Linked DNA regions of Sus scrofa: region 1 is linked to region 2. A link is a contact called in public HiChIP or PLAC-seq data. All regions are on one chromosome and are shown on one strand. The core of a region is the stretch at or near the end of the contact, and the rest is flanking DNA. Distances in the headings are between cores, read along the strand shown.

Evidence for each region. HiChIP or PLAC-seq counts read pairs in DNA pulled down with a chosen protein or histone mark.
Region 1: a contact with region 2 is called in an H3K27ac HiChIP or PLAC-seq map of alveolar macrophages. The contact joins the enhancer-like site here to the promoter of NUTF2 in region 2. A contact is called at or near these places in 2 of 5 promoter capture datasets (fetal liver and liver), 3 of 47 Hi-C or Micro-C datasets (embryonic fibroblasts, fetal skeletal muscle and liver) and 2 of 2 datasets of contacts at active chromatin or transcription factors (alveolar macrophages and skeletal muscle).

What each region holds. Positions count from the first base shown.
Region 1 is chr6:28,526,155-28,530,568 of Sscrofa11.1, forward strand. All of the region lies in intron 2 of PSKH1 (serine/threonine-protein kinase H1), which reads left to right. Among named protein-coding and RNA genes, the nearest start is that of CTRL, 14 kb to the right of the region's middle. Within about 2 kb of position 2,792, at least 13 of the 83 cell types and tissues checked have an H3K27ac peak or open chromatin away from gene starts, as enhancers often do. A contact at or near this core is called in alveolar macrophages and embryonic fibroblasts, where this site is marked.
Region 2 is chr6:28,466,562-28,470,753 of Sscrofa11.1, forward strand. NUTF2 (nuclear transport factor 2) reads left to right here and starts at 2,713. Exons shown (of 5, transcript XM_003126922.5): 1 at 2,713-2,996.

The DNA of each region.
Region 1 (4,414 bases), core at 1,542-4,041, 60 kb after region 2:
GTTCCTTGTCCAAGTCAAGTCCCTGGCCGGCACTGAAGGCATCTGTCCGTTATCAGGAGCTCAGCTGATCCCAAGAGCAGATTCTGCCATCATCTGCAGAGAGCTCTGGATTGGGAGGAATTTGTTTGGGGTGTTTTCCTGGATGAGGAGGCCTCATCATTAGATCAGGCTCTCTGAGCTGGAGACCAGGCACCTGCCTATGTTCTGCTGGTCATTGCCTACCAGTAAGTGCACTGGCGAAGATGAAGACGTGAAGGCCTGTTCCCTATCCCCATGAAGCTTGAGGTTGTTGGGAGAAAGGACTGGGAATAGGAAATGGCCACAGAATGAATCCTCGTTGGTTGGCAGGCACATGCTGCCTCAGGCCTGGGCGGTCCGAACATGGGCCATGGGGCTCCGGTTAGGTGGCTGGACTGGCCCCCCTTCTTAGGGCTGGGCCCTGCCCCTATCCTTACCCAGCCAACTGTCTGCTGCCATGTGACAGTCATTTGCTCTTATGAAGGCCATCTAAGTGAGCAGGGCCCTGGAATTCCCATTGTGGCTCAGCAGGTTAAGAACATGACTAGTGGAGTTCCTGTCATGGCTCAGTGGTAGCGATGCTGACTAGTATCCATGAGGACCAAGGTTTGATCACTGGCCTCGCTCAGTGGGTTAAAGGATCTGGCGTTGCTGTAGGCTGTGGTGTAGGTCACAAACGAGGTTCAGATCCCATTGCTGTGGCTGTGGCCTAGGCTGGCGGCTGTAGCTCCAATTTAAAGCCTAGCCTGGGAACTTCCATGTGCAGTAGGTGCGGCCCTAAAAAGACCGGGTGGGGTAGGTTGGGGGAATGAGCAAAGCTGTTCCAGAAAACCTGTCTAAGAAAGCATGCCATTTTGAGGGGGCTTCTTGTGCAAATGAAGGATCCCCCACTTTGAGCTCAGCAAGGCTTGTAGGTATAGGCTCCTCACCTGACAGTAACTACTAAGTGCTGTAGCTCTCGATGCCTTTCTAATAGGCACCCTGCCCCTTTATAGTGGTCTCTCTTGTACACCAGGCCCTAGCCAGTGTGCTTGTTCCCCAAGGGCTCTGCCCATGCAACCCTCTGTCAGGCTCAGTGGTTTCTGTGGACTTGAATAGAAGGCTTCCTGCAGGAAGTGGGCCTTGAGAGGAGAGAAACTCAGAGAAGGGCACATTGCTGACTGTGCTCCAGAGTCAACAGGAGATTGGGAGTAATAGAGCAGAGATTGACAAGGCTTGGCCAGGCCTGGTGTTTGTTGCTGGAAGCTCTGTAGTTAGTGCCAGGGATTATTTGGGGATTCAGTGTGTTAGGTGACAGGGAGCCCTCTGGGTTCTTGATGGTGAAGGGCAAGTATAGCAGGAAGTGTTGTGGGAGACCAGCAGGAGGAAGACCGACTGGAGGCTTTTGGAGTGGTCCTCATTTGTGATGGGGGAGCCTGGTGTCCTGGGGATATTTGGAGCAGATCTGGGATTCCAGAGAGTGGGCTCCACATGGTACATGTGAGCCATAGTTTAGGAAGAGTAGAAGTGGGGGACAGAACCTTCCTGCAGCTGTGCAGTAGGAGCGTCAGCTTATAAGGCAGAATGAGAGAGTACCCCAGGCTGCCCTCTGACCCAGGGAGTGTGTAGAGTCCTGCCTTGACGTCTGCACATGGGGCCCGGCAGTTGAAGGAAGCACACAGGTGGAGCCTCCTTCAGCACCTGCCCCACGATGCTGACACTCTAGATACTCTAGCCTCAGCCCAGGCCCCGTGCTCCACCCCATTGTCTACACACCATGGGCCCAAGATGTTTGTTCCTTTCACTCCCTACACTATGCTTTTGCTCAGGATTTTCCTTCTCCCAATGTCAGCCTTAGAAATTTGACCAGCTCTCAATCATCGAATTCAAAGACTGCTTCCATTAAGAATAGTACTGACCGCTCCCGTTGTGTGGTCTGCTGAGTACCAGACACAGGTCTGAGGGTCCTACACCCAACATGTCTAATCTCTGTAGTAATCTCACCAAGGGATGTAATCGCCTCATTTTACAGATGAGTAAACTGAGGCTAGTGAGGTTAAGTAACTTCACAGAAGGTGGCAGCCTGGGATTTGAATCTAGGCATCTTGGCTTCAGAGTTCTTGGCCTTTGCATGCCCACAGTCTTCTCTGACACACATGCTTCAGCCTTCCTTGTTTTGGTGCTTTCCCAGGCTGTTGTCTGTGGACATCTCTCTTCTTCCCAGCCTGTAAGGTTCTTGAGGACAAGATGTACATCAATATATATGCTCCCAATACTTTCGCCTGCTTCTCCCAGGGAAGCACTAGTGGTTGCTGGTGATGCCCTAGGCAAGGACCCAGAAATGACTAGCTGTCAGGCACAGTGGGATGCTCCTGCTGGCTGGGAGTGTTTTCTTCTAGGGCTAGACTCCAGGAAGAAGTGGAGAGCTTACCCGTGATGCACTTAGGGGGCTGTTGGCCAGACCTGCTTAGAAGCAAAGGTAGGAGTCTTGAAAGAGGAGAGAATCCTGGGAAGGAGAAGGCTGTGACAGTTGATTTTGAGAGGAGAATGTGAGTTTTTACCCAGTGCCCAGAGGTGCGGGAGTAGAGGGGGCCAAGCTGAGGTCATATTGGAAGGGATAGGGAGATATATGTTGGCCAGATGTGAGGAAGGCCTTTGTGATTTTGAGAGCAGCTTGAGGCTACAAAGAAAGAGTCACCTTGAAAGAGGGAGCTTCCTGTTATAGGAGGCCCTAGGAGGGCTGGAGCAGCTGCTTCTAAAGGGAGTGACACAGAAGATGAGTCACCATCTGTAGACCGCACTAGAAGACTGTTATGGTCCCGCCAACTTGGAGATTCTGTGATTCATTTGACATGAAATGTGACGTTGTGGGCCTAATGTCATTGCTTTTGTCAAGAGTTCTATTCCTAGAGGCAGGACGGATGAAGAGGTTCTTATGGAGTTGATGACAGAGCGATGTCATCAGCCGCTTTGCTGTCTGCCGCATTTAGCAGCCTTTAATTGTCACCCTCCTCTGCTTGGACAGTCTCTGAGCTGTGGGTGGGCCCAGGTGACTGCACTAGGAACACGTGGGCTTGGGCAAAGGTTCTTACAAAACCTTGTTTAGGAGAGTGAGTGCTGCCTGGCAGAGGACAGAATCTTGGTGGGAGAGGAAGCCCACCTGCAGGGCCAATCTGCCACTTCCTAGGGAATTGTATTGGTGGCAAGTTGCTTTTTAGGGGTGAGTTCCTGGGCTGCAGCCAGACCATCCTTCTATTTGGGCCCAGGGGGCAGTGAGCTACACCATCCGGTACTTCTGGTAGCCCTGCAGTAGGATGAGAGCCCAGAGCCAGAACTGACATTTCCATTTCCATCCCAGCTCTTTCCCCCTTCTTTTTTTTTTTCCTAGGGCCGAACCCGCAGCAATATGGAGGTTCCCAGGCTAGGGGTCTAATCAGAGCTACAGCTGCCAGCCTACGCCAGAGCCACAGCAACACCAGATCTGAGCCTCGTCTGCGACTTACACCACAGCTTATGGCAATGCTGGATCCTTAACCCTCTGATGGAGGCCAGGGATCAAACCCAGAACCTCATGTTCCTAGTCAGATTCGTTTCTGCTGTGCCACGATGGGAACTCCTCTTTCCTCTTTTTTTTTTTTTTTTTTGGTCTTTTTCTAGGGCTGCACCTGAGCTGAGGCATATGGAGGTTCCCAGGCTAGGGGTCTAATTGGAGCCATGGCTGCCGGCCTACGCCAGAGCCCACAGATATGCCAGATCCAAGTCACGTCTGTGACCTACACCACAGATCATGGCAAAGCCAGATCCTTAACCCACAGAGCAAGGCCAGGGATCGAACCCACAACCTCATGGTTCCTAGTCAGATTCGTTAAACACTGAGCCACGACGGGAACTCCCTCTTTCCTCCTTCTTAAAGTGACTCTAACACTTGCTATATTCTGACCTGGGATGCTGTTGATAACATGAGGTGCATAGCCTGTGGTGTGTCCTGGTGCTCTCCAGGTGAAGGGGGCCACTGCCTGTGGGGGCTGCTTGTGCAGCCTGGTTCATATGCTCTGACAAGGAGCTGTTGGGTGAGCAGGGATAGGACCTTGCCCCAGAGCCATGGGGAGACTGCCTGGAGATGTGGGAGAGCTGGAACCTGGACGTGTGCAGTCAGAAGAGCGAAATACAAGGAGGCAGGTGACATATTTCTGGGCTTGTGCTTGAATTCAGCTGGATTCCTTTAATTGCTTCATGTTCCCACCTCTGGTGTGACTGGGGGCCGTAGCAGACCTTCAGCTCACCACTCTTCTCTTGCTGTCCTCTGCAGCAAGTCAGAGGCTGGTCCTCCCATGGCAGTCTCAATGGCTGACAGCACAAGAAAACACAAATGATTTAGAATTCTTTGCTGTGAGGTATACCTGAGCCCTTCCTCCTT
Region 2 (4,192 bases), core at 1,463-3,962:
GGGACCTCAGACTACACTGGTGACACCAGCGATTATGACTTTGTCTACTCCTCCCCACCTTCACCCCCACCTCCAAGTTTATGTTGCAGGTTCTGGTTAAGCAGAGGCTTCAGAACCACTGAACTTGAAACTTATACCCTAGGGATGCAGGCTGGATGCCCAGGGACTGTGGGTTTGGGAAGACAACACCTTTGAATTTGGCCAGCAATCAGAGAAAAGTTACCTGTGTAGTGATAAGAGATCCAAGTAACATCAGTTCTACTTTTTGTGCTTTTCCTTTCCAGGTGTACCCTGTAACTCTGATTGGAACTGGCAGATCTGTGCCTCTGCCTCCCAGAACCTCCTTCCCAGGAGGCCGTCTGGGTGACTTGATGGATATCCAGCTTGCCAGGGACTTAGGTCTATACTGTTATGTTTGCTACTGGTTACAAATTCTATTTTCTGTACAATTAGTCAGACTAAAGTTTTCACTGTGTTTGTTTGGCAAAACGAATTAAACAGAAAGTAAGGTTTTTATTTGGGTTTCGCCATTTTATTTTTATAAGGACTCAGCTAAGGGTCCCCGAAACATGGGGAGATGGGCTTCCTGATAGGCCTCTATTTTTTCCATCTTAGGTCTCAAGGACCAGTCTGACCTTGAAAGTAGAGATGCTTCAGTGACCAGGTTTGTCCACAAAGGGTCTCTAAGTATACAGATCCTGGCCTTATAAGGTCTTCACAGAGTTCCGACTCACCCCAGAAAGTTTGGAAATTTCACCAAAATTATCCTGGTTTGTCCATGGGAGGGCCCTTGTGTTCTTTCATCTGGGAGAAGGAACATGTAAGAACTAAACTGAATTGTGGCAGCCCACTTACATGAGGGTTTTGAATTCCTTATGAATTTTCAGGTGGAGTTGAATTTTGCTCACCATTATAGGTAGTCCTTAGGCCTAGTAAAGTGTCTGGCACACATGGGAATGCAGTTACTAGAACCATCCATGGACTCTTGGACAAATAACTTTAACCTGGGTACACTTTCATTGTGAAGGAGGTGGATCCATAGAGGACTTTAACGATAGGAATTGGGATTTGTGACCTCGACTCATTTTCTTGCCTGTTAATGTCTTTTCTTAGATTGGATATTATAGGGGCAGAATGACGTTTTTATCTTTAGTTCCAAGTACTTTAGCTCAAAGCCAGTTCCAAATGCCTTTAAAGCTAGCCATGTTTCTATAGGTGTTGGGGTACAGCTGGACACTTAACTAGGTTTCATACAACATTACTCCTTTCTCTGTTACAGAAAATGCCACTTACCCTGAGGGCTTTCCCTGTGGCTTCGAACTGGAATGACTCAAAAATGTCCCTTTAGATTCTGCTCTTTTCTTGGCTCCTTGGTACTGACATCCCAAGTCTCTGGTGAGGAGGACGGGTGGGGCACAGGTTGTGCCTAGTTACAGAAGGGATTGTATCTCTTGTAGGGTTAGTTCTGGCAAGTTTAATGTGGTAAAAGCCCAGCAGTGCTGTTCCAGGCCAGTTGGGACTGAAACCCTTTGCAAGCAGCTAATGGATCAGTTTCTTAACTGTCCCTGCTCTTCTTCACTAGGAGTGAGGATTTTCCCAGGCTCAACGTGGGTTCTTTAGTGTATCCTTAAGCTCCTGTTTGTTGAAAGGACTTACACTATTTCTGCTTTGGCTTACTTGAGCCTCTCAGCAGCACTCTCAAGACAAGGTGAGGGCCAGATTCTGGCCAGGACTGTCCTGTATTGGATATTGTGAGCGCTCAACCTAGCAGGTATTTCAGCTTCTGGGGAAAGGAAGAAAGCTGAGCAAAGGAGGTCCTAAATACACCACAAGCAGGGCAATGCAGTGTCTCAATGACTGAGTAATAAGACAAGAATCTAGTCAGGCAAAGTTAATACAGATCTGGGATTTAAAAAACAGAAACCTGGCCTAGTCTTACCAGCCATTCCAAGGAGGAAGGGTGGGGGTAGGAGTGAGGATCTGTGAAGGTGTAAAACTCTTCTGGAAGAACTAAGAGTACCGCAAGATCACTGTCCAGGAGAAGCCTTGTAGCTGTTTTACCCCCAGGTTAGCTGCAGAGAATTTTCCCAAAAGGCTTACTTCAAATGTATGTGTTGCCCAGGAAACGACGAAAATGGGCATTGAAAGAAAAGGGAAATGGGTGGGAGAGAGAGATTGCAACTTCATCACTTAAATCATGGGGAAAGTTTGAGCAAACCAGTTATTTCTCTTTTCTTATTAATAAAATGAAACTCAGTTGCCCTGCCTGCTCCAAAATACCCCTTGAGAATGTTTTGTAGACGCTAACTGTAGAAATCTTAAGAGTAATCTTGTCTCTAGTTAAGCCCCACTTGGTATTTGAGTCTCCAGCCCAAGAAAGGCCTCTCCTGCTTGAAATCGGCTTTGGGTCCAACTGGCACTAGGCAGGACGCAAGTACTGGAACAGAAGCTATGGGTTCCACCCCAGCGGGCCTTAGAGCACCGCTCAGAAAGAGTCAAAGGGGTGGCCAGAGCGCCAAAGGGGAGGGGGTTTTGCAGGCGGAAACAGCTCAGGGGCCCAGGGAGGGGCTGCTAGGCCAACTTGGGGCCAGGCCCAGATCTCACGGAGGCAGGGCCAACACTGAACTGCCGCGCAATAGGGGCGGTGCCGGACCGGCTGGGACCTGGCGACAACAGAGCCCTGACCCCAGCCTGGCGCCAAGCTCGAGTTGTTCCAGAGGCTTCCGCTAGACCACAATTCTCAGGGGCTCGCCCCGGCAGCCTCCTTCCCTGACTTAGTATCACCTCCCGCGCTCCGGGCCGTGTCTGGGCCGCAGCGCATAGGACGTCGGGAACTGTAGTTTTCTCCCGGCGCACCTACGCCGGAAAGGAGAATGGGGGGACTCCGTTTCCCAGAGTGCAGCGGAGTGGCAAGGGAAGGCAGGGGGGAAGGGACAGTCCGTCGCAGACCGCGCTAGGTTGCCGCCGCCGCTGCCGCCATCGTGCCAGCCCCTCGGGTGAGTGTTGGGGCTAGCGCTCCGGGGCTGGGGCTGGGCCGCAGGAGCCGCGCTCCGGGTCGCCTGGAGCCTCCGCAGCTAGTCCCGGGGCGGCCCCTCCCCTCCCCTCCTCCCCCCCCCCCCGGCCGCCCGAAGCCGCGCGGGGCCGGGGCCATGTGTCGAGCGCGGCTCCGCCTCCCGCCGGTCCTCTGTGGCGGCGGCCGGGGGAAACACAGAGGGACAGCCAGGAACCTATTTCGGGTGTACTCGTGCGTGTGGCGGGCACACCCGATTGCGCCGGGGCTAGTTTTTTTTTCTGGTCTGGACCACCCAGATGGGGCTCTCTGGGCCCCGCCCTGTCTGGCCTATCTCGGCCTGCCCAAGTCCCGCAAACTCTGCCGGCAGGCTAGCGGGCCGACCCGAGCCCCACGTCCTGCTGCCCCCCTGCCGAGGATCCGGGGATGGGCAAGTGCCATCCGGCCCGCTCCGGAGTCAGCATTGGGTGAGGGCGCCCACCTGCCGCAGCTCTACCCTCACCCAGTTCACAACCATAGTTCAGCTGGAATATGGGTGAACACTCCCTCGCTTGTTTGCCTTCTGAGGGTGCACGAAACCTATTTCCCATTCTGGAACTCAAGCAAAGGTTCTTCTCCCTAGAGGGCAAGATCAGGGAATCTGGAACAGGAGGGGGTTCCACGTGGGACAACACCCCCAGCCAGCCTTGGAGGATCTGGCCCGAAGTGATGAGGCGGCTCCGGACACCCTCAGCCCCTTCCCTGGCCCTTCTCTCTATCGGTGACCAGGCCCCAGCGTCGGTGGGTTGGCCAGCTGTGTTAGTGGAGGGAGGGAGGAAGGAAGCGAGGGAGGTGAGGCTGAATTTTTGAGCCTCCAACACATTGTTAGTTCTCTTGGGCACAGTCTAATCCTTGCATCTTCCCCTCCCAGAGTCAGCTGACCTCCTCCCACAGAGGAGGATGATTCTGTAAGAATGATAACGATAAGTTGGGGCTTAATTGAGGGGAAAGTAGAATCTGGATCTGAGGTCTATGAGCCTAGTGCCAAGCAGGAGGCTGGGCTGCAAGCAACATTGGGCATGGGGCACATTTGGACTCTGGGGCTCAGATTGAAACTCTGTCAGGCACAACATTGTAAATCAACTGTACTTTAATTAAAAAAAGAAAGAGAAAGTGTTAGAGTCTTTTGAAGCCTAGGTGGCA